2 separate regions of the Mus musculus genome follow, and region 2 is linked to region 1. Evidence: chromatin contacts called from public promoter capture Hi-C data. All regions are on one chromosome and are shown on one strand. The core of a region is the stretch at or near the end of the contact, and the rest is flanking DNA. Distances in the headings are between cores, read along the strand shown.

Region 1 (2,812 bases), core at 212-2,711:
GAAGAAACCCTGTGAGTATATGTCCGAATATATAAATGTTGGGCGCGAGAGATAATGTTAAAAAAAAAAATCAAAAGATCCATCTCATTCCGAGCTTACTTGATTCACTTTAACCTCAGAACTGAAGCTTGAAATTCGCTTTGCCCACGTTCTCGCCCTTCCAGCCTCCCGCTGAGAAGCCACTGCGCCCCTTTTGAACTATATTCTGGCTGTTTGCTTGGCAAATAAATACTGTTCCGCCCTATTAAACCTTTTAGGTAGTTTTCATCTCTGGATTCCTCAAATACAGAGCTAATAAGGCGATGCTTTGAAGCTGTTTTACTTTCAAACTATAGCCCCGAGGCGTTAAAACCCACAAAAGGTAAGTGAGAAGTAAACTGCCAGGAGCGAGGCTGCGCCCTTCCTTTCAAAACTGCTGGGACTCTAGCCGAAAATAGTCCGGATTTCAGTGCAAAACCGGGTTTCAATTGGAAGCCCCTGGGAGTTCTATTCGTGTGCCACTTTACCAAAGGAAGTCAAGAGAGAAGAGACCGGTTTAAGTTTAAAAGCCTGGGAATTTCTTGGAAGGAGGTAGAGATGGGTGGTAAAGGCCGAAATTGGTTTCCCTAAGTTGATGCTGGCAAACATGTGTCAGATGGAAGGTAAAGATTAGGAGTTAGTTGGCAGTGGACTCAAGGAACCAGTAAAAGAACTTCTTCAAGAGGAGTGGCAGTGTGCGCCAAGAGATTGCTGGCCGAGCTTAAACTCACTTGGAACCTAGACATTAAGATTACCCATTCGGAAGACTCTATTAACTTACATTTGTTCCCTGCTTTCCCAGTCCCAAGATAGCTCCCGCCCCCGCCCCTCTGCACCCAACATGAGGATTTTTTTTTTAAGTTTAGTTTAAATGTAGGCAAACAAAACAACCAAAACGTATTCGGTTTTAGTGAAAACAGATAAAAAGCGCTTGCCGCTGAAAGGCTACACATTTTAAGTAGATTTGACAAGAAAGATAAGCCTGATCCAAACATCTCTGTACCTCGTCAAAGGCACCCTACCTACCTGCCTTTTCAAATTCCTACATTTCCATTGCTAAAACAGAATGCATTTTAAGATTCTGCAGAGCCCAGGACGCGAGCTCCCAAACCCGTGAGCCTCAGAGCCCTCTGCACATTTAGCTTCTCTTTCTTTTTCTTTCTTTCATCGCAACGATTTGATAAAGTCGCAGAGATGATCAAAATTAACATAAATCATTATTAGTTATTAGGATTTGCTCTAAATTACACTGTGAATATCGCACCAGCCCCATCTGCCGCCCCTGCTCTCTCAGCAATAGATTGCAGATAAAATAAATGTCCTTACCCCATTAGAAGGTTCCTGTCTCTGTAGCCAAAAGCCAAACAAAAGCAATAAATACCAGGCTTTTTCTCTCACTATTCAGCTGCGACTCTTCTCATCAGCCCTTCCTCTGGAAAAGCTCAATAGCTGCCTGAAAATATTGCATTTTATATCACCAAAGGGCGATTAATATTGCATTAACTGTATTTAACATTTTTAAGCGCGAGTAATCTACAATGAGTTACTTTCTGTTAGTAAGTACAGGGGCGTCAGAACTCCTGCAGACCACTTAAGATAGCTTTGTGAACGGATTATTTATCTCACACGTTGTATTTTTTTTTAATAATGTAAGGGTGTGCCACGCGATGTTTGAAGTAGAAGAAGCCGTGCTAATGGTCTGCTGAAAGTATTCTGACACTGTCTGGAGACGGCCAGGTCTCTGCCTTCATTAAATGTTTATTGTCAACACTTGGCAGGGGCGGGAGGGAGAGAAGAGACCTGTGCAAGTGATTTTCCGCGGTTGGAAATTGTCAACGTTTTGTTTTATTCCGATTCTCGTCTATAGAAGTTTGTATACATTGTGCTGTGCTGAGGCTAGGCGTCGGAGTTATTAAACAAACTTATGCTTGCAATTCGTTTTACTCGATAAATGCGCGGTCTCTTTTCTCTCCATCCACCCTCTTTGCCAAGTCTTCATCAAGCTCTCTGCCAGTCCCTTCCGCTTCCCTTCACCCCTTCAATTTGTTCCTAGCCACCTCCCTCAGAGCAGACTGGGACGCTCTTCCCCATTCCACCGGGGGAGGGGGACGATCTGAGGGAGAACACGAGGGCTTTGCAGCACCCCAATCCTTTCGTCCAGATATAAATCCTCTCTAGTCTAATCAGTTCGCGGGGTATTGCATCTTAACAACAAAGCAAAAGCCTAGGTCGTATTCATCCAATTCTTTTGAAAATAAACAAAAAATTAAAATAAAAAATAAAATAAAAATTAAACCTGCAAAACCAAATTTGAAACTTCTGCATCCGTTAACTGACTTTTGACTTAGGCAAGTTGGGATGTAAAAAGAGAATTTTTAACTAATATGAGATTTGCGTCTTCTTCCCTTTTCACTCAAACTGATCTCAAAGGCACTTAGGAGAGGAACTCGACCTCTGACAGCGCCTAATTTTTGAAACCGGGAACTGCAGCTGACTCCCCCAAGTCGCGCTCAGTGCGCATGTGCGGGCTCTGCTCCCTCCCTTTCCCCCCCCCATCCCCCACCCCCCCGCCACGCTCCACGCACTCAGTCCGCTCGGACTCGCCCCCACCACGGTCTGAGCTCGGTGGCTACCAGTGCGCACGCGCGCGGGATGCCCTAGCCTTGGGCTCTTAACCCGCTCGCATCTACTCTTGCCTGGCTGTATGCTGCCCCTGACCGGGAAAATGCTGGTTGTCTGGCGACTAGGAACCTAGGGGCCAGGGGTCCCCAGCAAGAAGCTCGGGCGTGTGTGT
Region 2 (2,812 bases), core at 136-2,635, 1.0 Mb after region 1:
GTGTGTATGTGTGTATGTGTGTGTATGTATATGTATGTGTGTATATAGATATATGTATGCATTTATATATACATACATAAATATGCATATATAAAAACTTTTTTCCTTGTGTATAGTCATGATACGTGGTCATGTGTTACATAAAGCTATTTTCATACAAGTATATAAGCATACTTTGATCACCTTGCCCCCTATGCCCTCCCTATCTCTTTTGCCCTCCCCCCTTTCTATTATTCCTCTTATTCTCCTAGGCTATTTCTCTTCTATTTTTATGTCATATGCATACATTATTTTACATATCCATATATATGTTAGGAATCACAAGGGAAGGAAAACATATTTGTCATTCTTTGAATGACAAAATTTGTTTAATATGGTTATGCCCATTTGTGTTCATTTTTATGAAAATGACATAATCTTATATTTATGCAGTCACGTGAAGGAAAATTTAAGAAATCCTAGACCATGCTGAGAAGGAGAATCTTATATTTTTAAGGAGAGAACCACTTATATGTGAAGAAAAAAAAAATAAGAGGAATGGGAGGATTCTATGGCAGCTTCTCTCTCACTACCATGGGAAGAAAACAGATAAAATTAAATTAACCCTCGGGACTCCATGCTCTCGGGGGGGGGGGGGGTTTCTTGGGACCTTGCAAAAAGGATGGAGCATATGGTAGGAAGTACCCCTGTGACAACATGGGCTCAAATGAAATTTCAAGGATCATAAATCCTCCTGTTTCTTCTCATAATTTGATGAACAGCTGGTACCAGGAAGTATAACATTCCTCGAGTTATATTCGTGCCTGCATTTCTTTTTTTAAAAGTATCTTTAAAAAAAAAAAGCATCCGGGTTTGGCTCCTGGAAAAAGGAACATGGAACCACTCCAGGATGATCACTAATCTGCTTCAGGAAGGCAGCCTTCCCACCTCGGGGGACATTCACAATGGTCTGCTGTAGTGATCTGTCATAGCATATGGAGGGGGGGGGAGTGGAACATGAGATTGCACAACAGAGGAATATGCATAATTTGGAACTGTGGTTTAAGAAAAAAGGAAAAGAAGGAAGGGAGGATCCCATATTGTCTGTCTACATAGCCAAGAAGAGGCCAAGTGATAAATTCTATGCCCATCTTGAGGGCATAGACTGGGAAACTAGTGGAGAGAGTAAATCACTGGTTTTGGAAATGTACCAAGTTAAATATCCTTTCTGCGTTATCCTTTAAAGAATTAGTTGAAGACAATGGGACTCCAGAGAGCAGCGCTCCCCTAAGTGTGCAGTGCCTGCTCACATACCATAGGTAGTACAGAGACCCTTCCCCCCCCCCTCCCCGGTAAGACAGGAGATGGAGTGTGAACAGATCCCCCACGTCTCTCCTGTGCGGGATGACGAATGCTATATCCTTTCCAGGCTGGTCTTCACTCATCTGCTCTACCTACTGCTTTCTGCTTTGGGAATGCTGAGTGACTTTACCCTGTAGAACCTGGGCCCATCTGAAAGAGGAAGGGATGAAGGCCAGCTGGGTTGGCTGGCTGAATGAGTGTGTTGCATGGATGGATCGTTGTTCACATGCCTCAACACTTTCTGCGACTGGTCAGCTTGGTAGCATTCATTCTAGCAGTGGTCAGTCTGCTCCTCTCCTTGAAGCAGAATGGGAGAGTGTGGAGGAAGGCAGGAGCAGGTAAGGTGGGCAGAGAAGACAGAATGAGAGGGAGAGAGAGAGAGAGAGAGAGAGAGAGAGAGAGAGAGAGAGAGAGAGAGGAGTTGCAGATCTGTATTTAAATCCGACTATTGCCCAAATAGTCTGCGTTTACCTGATATGCCTATTGTTTATGTTCTGCTTTTGCTTTGAACATTTAAAAAGGAACCAAACAGAAGCTGTACATTTTAAAGCAATGTTCAGGCTAGCAGGTGTTAAGAAATGCAAAGCGGGGAAACCGTTGCAACGCGACGAAATAGTCAGCATTACTTGCCCCCCACCGCCCCGCCCCCAAGCCTCTCAAGGTAAGATGGCTCTACTGTCAGCTCAGCTGCAGCCAAGACAAAAAGGCCTGGCTAACTGAAGGGACAGAGACAAGACAGGCAACCTCCTTTTAACATCTCAGGGGAAAGAGCTCACTCAGGAAGCAGAATCTCATGGCTCCGGAACAGCAATGGCATTGTGCCAGCAGACAACAGGAAGTGAGCACAAACAGACCCCTCCTCAACATAAACGCGCACAGACTTAACCTATGGCCGGACTTCTGCCCTTGAGTGACCAGAGCCATTAGGATGCAGGTCAAAAGGTTGTCGTGTGACAGAAAATGGAGCCTTATTGAATGAAGGAGAACTAAAAAAATTCTTTTGTTTGCTTCACTCTGGGGTTTGTATAGCTACTGTGATGTCATAATGGAGTCCAGAGTGGGAAAAAGAAACCCCTGATTTATCACAGCCGGAGACAGGCCGTCGGAAACTCAGTTAAACCCTGAAGGGGAAAGACAGGCACAAGAAGGAACCACACAAAAGTCAGCGTCTTCTCCGACGGGGGTGTACACAGTTATCTTTCTGAACATCAGAAGCTGAGAGAGAGACCACCAGAAAATTCCTGCTTTATCTATGAGGGCGGAAAGACAGATAGACGCTTTCCTGACCCACTGGCTTTTCTTCCCTAGACTCCAAGGTGTCTTCATCATAGTGGGCTAGGAGGGAAAGAAAAATGTGATTCCTAAATCTATACAACCGGGGAGTGTATTACATGATAGCATAGGAAAAATTCACACACACACACACTCACTCACATACAAACATACACACTCACACTCACACACACACACA

Evidence for each region. Promoter capture Hi-C pulls out the DNA fragments that hold promoters and counts their contacts.
Region 2: a contact with region 1 is called in a promoter capture Hi-C map of pre-B cells, with 4 times the contacts expected there. The contact joins the promoter of 4930449E01Rik here to the promoter of D130079A08Rik in region 1. A contact is called at or near these places in 2 of 39 promoter capture datasets (liver and pre-B cells).

Annotation. Positions count from the first base shown.
Region 1 is chr14:104,457,875-104,460,686 of GRCm38.p6, forward strand. D130079A08Rik (RIKEN cDNA D130079A08 gene) reads right to left here and starts at 1,462. Exons shown (of 5, transcript NR_168067.1): 1 at 1,345-1,462.
Region 2 is chr14:105,497,403-105,500,214 of GRCm38.p6, forward strand. 4930449E01Rik (RIKEN cDNA 4930449E01 gene) reads left to right here and starts at 1,386. Exons shown (of 3, transcript NR_045921.1): 1 at 1,386-1,679.